Linked DNA regions of Gossypium hirsutum: region 2 is linked to region 1. A link is a contact called in public Hi-C data. All regions are on one chromosome and are shown on one strand. Each heading gives the region's core, a stretch centred on a gene start, on an enhancer-like site or on the middle of the called end of the contact. The rest is flanking DNA. Distances are from core to core; before and after follow the strand shown.

Region 1 (4,247 bases), core at 998-3,497:
GTGATAGGATACCTGATAAGCTAAGATTACGCTTGAAGTCACCTATAAGTTCACCCTTCCGAGATGACTATCTAGGCAACGGATGACCTAATTTTTATTGGGAGCATTAAGTTGTTAGTCAACAAACATCACGTGCGCTAATTGTTTTATTCCATCAAAGTCAAAATTAATGATAGAATTTGCCCTATTACAAACATTCTCGTCCCATCGAAGACATCCTTCTCATGCTCTCCATAATGATGACTAGATGACAAGTCCAACACGTTAACACCATCTTACACAGGACTACTCCCTATAAATACTTCTAGGAACGATGAAAAAGGATCGACTTTAAAAGATTACTAAGTCTACACTTTGTCAACCTTCTTCCAACCCTCAATCTTTACATTCTCTTCTCTACCACTCCTCATAACCTTTGGCCCTTCATCCCAAGTGAGAGAACTGACCTCCACAACAACGACCACTCTCTCCTCCATACTCATTCCTTATTGTATTACTGTATCAACAAATAAAAAAATATCAATACTATTTAAGAAGCTAAGTTGATCAACATGTCTTAATTTAAGCTATGTTAGATAAATTGAAAAACTAAGTGCATAAAAAATAAATGTTTGAAAAAACAAGTACTTGAAAAATAAGTTTTAAATTTAAGTTATAAAATTTGTTTAGTATATTACTTAAAATTATATACACAAGTATAATTAGATTGTTTGATAAATGATAATATAATCATAAAAGAAATAAATTTAAATAAAAAATTAAAATTATTCTATATTAAGTGATAAATAGGTTCTATCTATTATCATTTTCCACACCTTTATTTTTAGAAAAAGAAGTTTCTATCTAGTAGATTTTATTGTGGGTCATCAAACATATTAATTTTTAGTTGGTTGATTTTTTTGACATTTTATCAAACAAGCCTTAGTTAAAAATGATCAAAAATCTATTCTTTTTATAAAGACTATAGTTACCTCTTTTAATAATGTCGTTTTCAATGTTCAAACACATATTCACTCTTTATGAGTGCAATGTGTCAAACAACGGCAATTGTTAGTTGGTAAGTAACAAATATTGTTATGATAGTGTTTTTGTTTTTCATATTTCTATATACAATCTAACAAAAAATGCATACATATGATAATATTTGAACTTAAAGCACTATAAAATTTTAATATCTTAATTTTATTATTTCAACTAAAGCCTCGTTTAAATTTTATATTAATTTTTTTATAAATATATTTGCCATGAAATGCTTTCATTAAGTTTCCGTTGTTGCACTGAATATGACTTCTGAAAAATGATTTACTTTTTTAGAAAAACTAATATTTTCTGGTGTTTGGATGAATCTGTGTAAAATATTTTATGTTGTTTGACGGATTTCTGGAAAATATTTCATAAAAGTTGTTTTTAATAGAACAAACATTCATTATTTAATTGACTTTATTTTGTATCTATAAATTAATATTTCACATTGTTTTTGCATACATTCAAAATATTTTATTAAATTCAGGTTCATTACAACGTCATTTTTTAGTTACATGACTACCAAGTAAATATTTTTTATTTAAAAATATGACATCAACAAAATTGATAAAAAAATTAATAATGTTAACAATTGGACTTGATTTTCAAATTTGAAAAGTAGAGAGATTAAATTCTTGAAAATAAAAGTACTTAGACTAAATTCAAAGTGTATGAAGTGTACATGGACTTATATAGCATATTTTAATTTTTATACTACAAACAAATTATTATTAATATATTTATAATTGTAAGAAATATTTATTATTAAATATTTTCAATAATATATGAGGAATATTACTTAAAATTATTATTTTTAAAATTTATTATTAAATAAAATTAAAATAGTAAATAATTTATTAAAACAATAAATTATATTAATAATCTATTATATGATTAAATATAAATAATTAAATATGTATGTTTAATAATATTGAAAATTATAATATTTTAATAATTTTAAAATAGTTTTAAAAATAAAAATAAAATTTATTATTAAGATAATAATATTAAGTTTGATTTAATTTAATTTTTATAAAAAAATAACCATAAAAGAAATTTTTTTCTGAAAAATAACCGACGGCTTATTTTTCATTGACTATAAGTACTTTTTTATTATCAAAACATAAAAATATATAATAAAAAAAAACATTTTACTTTTAACACAGCTTAAAATAAATCAATTTTAGTTAAATATTTTTTTGGGCCAGGAATAATTTCAATTCTAAAATAGAAAAAAGTGAAGTGGCAATTTGCGAAGAGTAAATTTGTGCTGTCCGTACAAACCAAGCTGCTGTGCTGAGCTGGTTTTTTTTTGACTTGAAGACAGAAAATAAGAGTGTGTTAAACCCTAAGCCCTTTCCCAAGCGGCCTCCTGGTCTCATCTCACAAGTAAGAGATTGATCAATTCAATTTCCGCAATTTGATTCAACAGCAGACATACAGAAAATGAAGGTGGTTGCTTTAGTCAGCGGTGGAAAAGATAGCTGTTATGCTATGATGAAATGCATCCAATACGGCCACCAGGTTTTTCTGTTTGTTTCCCTAGAAAATAATACCAACAATATTTTAAACTAAAAACTCATAAAGATTTGGGAATTATAGTGTCTTATACGAGAAGGGTACCCGAAAGCAGTACTAGTAGATGTCCTTTCCTCATTTTTTTCCTTAGAAATTAAAATTTCTGGTTATTAAAAGAAATTGACTTCTTTGTTGCTTTTTTATTTAGATTGTCGCTGTGGCTAATTTATTACCAGCTGATGATTTAGTGGATGAGTTGGATAGCTACATGTACCAAACTGTAAGTCTCTGCTGATTCTCGTCGTTTGATTTCACTTATTTATTTATGTTTTGTAAGAAAGTGGTAGCAAAATCATACTACTTCAATTGTTTGACGTTAAGAGTATACAAAGTATGCTTCTTTGCATGAGTTGGACATGAATATTGATTTTTTTTTCTTTCAGGTAGGGCACCAAATAATTGTAAGCTATGCAGAATGCATGGGAGTTCCATTGTTCCGAAGGCGAATACAAGGATCCACAAGGCAAGCCCTTTAAACGAGTATTGTGGTAAAACCATACATCTTTGTTCAGGGAATTTATGATTTTCACTTTGTATCACAATTATGAAATGGGAAAAAAGCAGCATCTTTGCTTGTCATTTCACAATTACTTTGTTTGTTGTGTACCTTGGGCTTTTCCAGTTTTTTAGTTATGGCATTTCCTTCAAGTTACACAATGTTATTACGAGCTTTGCAGTCTTTTCTGTGTGCATATCATGCGATTAACAGATTGTACTAAGTATGATGCTGGCAAGTCATATATTTCTCTTTCACAGCATAATGATCTGGTTACAACATTGAAAATTTGTTAATCCATTTTGTAAGTAGGCATATTATGAAGAAATTTACTTAATATTTGGTTGAGATGATTTTCAGAAGGGCTGCTGTTTAGTCAACTTTCAGCTAAGCATATGCCCTTTCAACTTGACAAATGAACACTATACACATTTTTTTTTTTTGCTGAAGCTTTTGGCGATTATTGTAGGCACCATAAACTTAGCTACCAAAGGACACCGGGTGATGAAGTTGAAGATATGTTTATTTTGTTGAATGAAGTTAAGAAGCAGATACCTTCTATAACAGCAGTTTCTTCTGGTGCAATTGCGTCAGATTATCAAAGGCTACGGGTGGAAAGTGTCTGTTCAAGGTTAGGGCTTGTTTCTCTGGCATATTTGTGGAAACAAGATCAATCATTGCTTCTTCAAGAAATGGTAATTTGTATTTTGTTAATATGAATACTTAATAAAAATTTAGATGGTTTGTTTTTCTCACATATTACTGTCTGTTCTTTACTGTTCAGATAACGAATGAAATTATGGCTATCACAGTCAAGGTATGTATTATCTTTGATGAATTCTTTCTTATTGTTCTTAAATGTTTGTTTAGAAACCATGTGATGTCTTTCATGCTTGTGCTATATAAATTTACTTTCTAGCTATTTCTTTTATGAGATGTTTTATCATATCTATTGTAGTTGAAGTATTGTCTGTTTCATATTGGATTATTATGCCATAGGTTGCAGCCATGGGGCTGGACCCTGCGAAGCACTTGGGCAAAGAAATAGCATTCTTGGAACCTTATCTTCATAAACTGAAAGAGTATGTTAGTGCTGTTCCTCTGTGTGTGTGTGTGTGTGATGCATGATGTACCTTTTAATATTTCAAGT
Region 2 (4,142 bases), core at 1,049-3,548, 180 kb before region 1:
TACTATTTTGAATTTTTTTCAAAATCAGCATCCAGAACTTTTATAAAACAAAGTTTTCAAAAAAACAAAGAAAAGAAAACAGAAGGTTCAACAAATAAGTTAGAAGAAGAAACTAACTTGATCAAGCTTTTCACAATCAAGCTTGTCTTCTGGACTGTTATCGTATCTACCATAGTTTATCCAAGGTCTTCGCCTCAAAGACCTTGTAATCTTTGTGCTTTCAACATCGCCCAACTCAGTTTCCTTCTGGACAGGATTGGCAACAGAACTAATTGTGGTTGCAGAGGCTGAACAGTACTTTACATTATCACTCTCATGTTTCACATTCTCTTGTGCCCCCCTTGTTAGAGTAAAAGATGCATATGACTCGAAACCTGGTGGAACTGGTGGAATATCATCGTTCTCTTCTTTAACACAAACTCTCATAAGTTCTGTCCCCATCAGTATTGCTACACAAGACAACAGGTGACAATTCAAGCACTGCACCTGTATCTGGAATAGGAAATAGTCGAATGCAAAACAGGCCTACCTTAATTAAGAATCAATTCAGCATCCCAACATCCTAACCATAATTCTGAACTGCTGTAAAAAGCAACTTTATCTACACAGAAATAGAAAGCAGTTATTCAGAAAACAAATAGACAAACATAATCCAAAAGCTTCACTCCATTCCAAAATCAAACCATTAACTGTTACAATAAATCCCAGGTTTTCTCCAGAAAACCACAATTCAGTACTACTAAGAAGATATGAGGATGCTAAGAACACGGCATGACCATATTCCTGCATATTTGATACTGATAATTGCTAATTGAGAATGAGAGAGAGACCGCATAATATAAAATTCACAAGATTTATGCTTTAGTCTTATCCCTGGTATAAATTTTCATTCTCGCTATACTTGTAAGGGTCAATGCTGAAGTATGTTGCTGGCCTAACACTTGATAAATCATATTTCCTTTGACTCATGCGTAAGTCAATCCCCAAATCCTATAATCATGCCATAGATAATAGCTGAAATGAAGATACAAATATAATTTTGTATCTAACCACCTGAAGTTATACAAAGAGCCATAAGATTCATTTGATAAAACTCCTACCCCAATTATTAGTATAGCCTAATTAGGTGAATCAACAAGACTAATGCATTCTCATTTTTTATATAATCGATTAAAACCAGGGAAGCAATGATGCAGTCGAAATCTATGTGATTTTTCTACCTTCAAAATCATGATCCTTCAAATATGTAACCTTGCAATCAAAATTTCTAAAAATAATATTTCCAGAAAGTTCTACATAACAGGAAAATAACACCATGCAGACCCTTCTTGGATCAGAAATTTTTTCATCAATAAAACTCATCAACTGTAGCCTTCAGAAATTCATATGCAAAGATAAGATTGAAAATCAAACTCATGAACAGATTTTCCGGTTTTCTTTTTATATATATATAAAGAGAATCAAATCAGGAGACCTAAACACAATTTGCTACATAAATGTCCAGCTAAATCCATGGTCGAGGTCCTGCATTACTTTCCCAATTGATTAAGCAGTCCTAAACCCTAAAAGAACACAAACAAATAATTTGATCGAGAAAATTTTCAGAACAAAAGAAAATAAAATACAGCTCATAAAATTCTAGTTTCCTATTTTATAGTCATCATCAGACAAAAGGGAATTCAAGAAAAATTTCCCTAAAAATAAATCTAAAAATTAAATAAATTAAAAAAAATGGAGCTTACATGATCCAAAAGATTTCTATAATTTGACTTCACTTAAGCAGCTGAAATAACTCCTTTTGACTAGACCAATTTTTCAGGGAGAAAAAGGAATCACTAAAAATTTTCTAAATTTAAAACCATAATAAAAATTTTAGAAAAATATAAAGTGGAAACGAATTGAAAAGTTGAATCTGATTTTAAACGGATCTAAACCTAACCCTAACCCTAACACCAGAAGAAAAATCAAAATCAACAGAGGGAAAAAAAAGGTTACTATTTTTTTTGATAAAATAAAAAACCAATAATATTTTTTTTTCCTAAAATTCCTTGTTTTACAAGGGTACCCCACAAATCCAAATATGACCATCAAAACCCCTACCTGCAAAATAAAATCTGAACGCAGAACAATTCCAAGGAAAAGAATGAAGATGATAAGGGTAAATATGGAAGATTAATTAATTCACCGCTTCAAGAAGTAACAGATTTTCATAAATTGAAAATTCAATTTTTAATAAAAAAAGGTTAAATTTCTATAGACCTAATAAATTTGTTTCAGTTTTTTGTTGTGTCTTTATGAAGCAATTGAAAGCATAAACGGTATTTAATTTATTGAGAGGGGTAATTTGGGGAAAATAGGAAGGAGAAGGTGAAGAGGTTTTTCATTAATGGATGAATAAAAAATTAAAAGAAAAAGGTAAATGAGAAAATTCAGGATAAATTTTTTTTGTAAATTTAATTAATTTATTTACCTGTGGGCTGTTTTCCTTTCCTGCGGACGCCGCATGGAACAAATGATAAAAGTTTCTGCTTTCTTCTCACACTGGCATCAACTATAGTATGGACCGACTATTTCTATAAGGTCATTTATTTATTTATCACGTTTTAATTTTAAAAACATTATTATTACTGAAAAGTCAATTTCTAAACTTGACAAAAGGAAGTTGAATCTCCTTTCAATTTGGCATTCGATGCGAAAGAATGTTACTTTAAATGCGTTGAAGAGTGTTATTTTTATTTAGTAATTAAAAAAATGTTAAAAGTAGTCATAAATATTGTATTAAAAAAATACATACAATCAAAATTTATAAAAAAATTGTTAAAAAAATTTAACAAAAGAAAAAAATTTAAATGACTAATTTAGTTGAAAATTATTTGAAATTCATTTTTCTATTTATATCTTTTTATTTGACTCAAAATAACTTCAAATATATATATTATCTTAATTCTAAATTTTAGTATATATAAATAGGGGTGAACAAAATTTGATCTGATTTAAAAAATTAAAAAAATAAATTTCGAGTTAATTAAATTAAGTTATTCGAATTATTCAAGTCAACTTGAATAAGAAATTTTGGATTTCGAGTTCAAGTCGAGTTGAATTTTTACAATTTGAATAATTCGAATAACAGATTAGTATAAATACTATTTTAGCCCCTGGTAATTTTAAAAATAAGCAAATTGATCTCTCTTAACAAAAAATACAAAAAAATAAAGTAATTTTCAAATTTTGAAAATATTTTTTAAATTTTAAATATTTATAAAAATTTTAAAATTTGTATTTTTAAAAGTATAAATTTAAAAAAATCTAAAATATATATATAAATTTTAATAAAATAATAAGTATGGAATCTAAATAAGTGATTAATGATTCAAGTTTATCATACTAAATTTTTTTTTTGCTTTAAAAAAGTTTTCAAATTTATGTGTTCTAACATGGAAATAGTTATATTGTACACGATTTTAATTTAACATTATTAATTTTACTAATTTAACTCGAACTGTTTCACTCAATTTGATCGAATTCTTACCCCTAATTCGAGTTATCCGAAAATCTAAATAAGAAAAAACAAAACTACATCGTTTTGATAAATGTTTACATTTTCTAAATTTAAAAGTAAAAAATATCAAATTGCAAAATTACGTTGTTTTGATAAATGTTTACCTATTAGTCTTACTTTCCTTCTCGAATTGCCCCACTCTCATTTTATCCTTTATTCAAAATTAATCTAAAAGCTTGTACATCACTTACTAGTAAAATAATCGATCCATGTATGTAAAATAATCGATCCATGTAAATGAAACATTAAGTATAAATAATAAGATTCGTTAATTCGACTCGACGGGACTCGAAATTTATTAAATATTAAATTTAAAAAGTATAATTCTTTATAAAAATTTAAAAAATAATTAAGTTATTTGTTTACAAATGCAGTAGATTTAAACAAAAGTTAAATCCCCATATTTCAAGCTCAATTTGGCTTTAACAAACATTATGTGTGCTGATATTTTATATAGAACGGATATTGGGGTAAAATTAGAACAATTTTTTAGGGGTTGAAATTAAATTATAATTTTTATAATAACAAAATTATAATTTTATTATTTTAATAATTTATATATTTATAATTTTTAAATGATTAA

Evidence for each region. A called contact is a pair of places that touch in the nucleus more often than the background predicts.
Region 2: a contact with region 1 is called in a Hi-C map of leaf, with 2.0 times the contacts expected there. The contact joins the promoter of LOC107926805 here to the promoter of LOC107892726 in region 1. A contact is called at or near these places in 3 of 34 Hi-C or Micro-C datasets (hypocotyl and leaf).

Annotation. Positions count from the first base shown.
Region 1 is chrA11:106,627,410-106,631,656 of Gossypium_hirsutum_v2.1, reverse strand. LOC107892726 (diphthine--ammonia ligase) reads left to right here and starts at 2,247. Exons shown (of 12, transcript XM_016817783.2): 1 at 2,247-2,547; 2 at 2,750-2,821; 3 at 2,985-3,064; 4 at 3,567-3,792; 5 at 3,882-3,914; 6 at 4,097-4,179. The coding sequence starts at 2,470.
Region 2 is chrA11:106,811,277-106,815,418 of Gossypium_hirsutum_v2.1, reverse strand. LOC107926805 (putative lysine-specific demethylase JMJ16) reads right to left here and starts at 2,298. Exons shown (of 14, transcript XR_005904985.1): 1 at 2,101-2,298; 2 at 530-601; 3 at 118-449.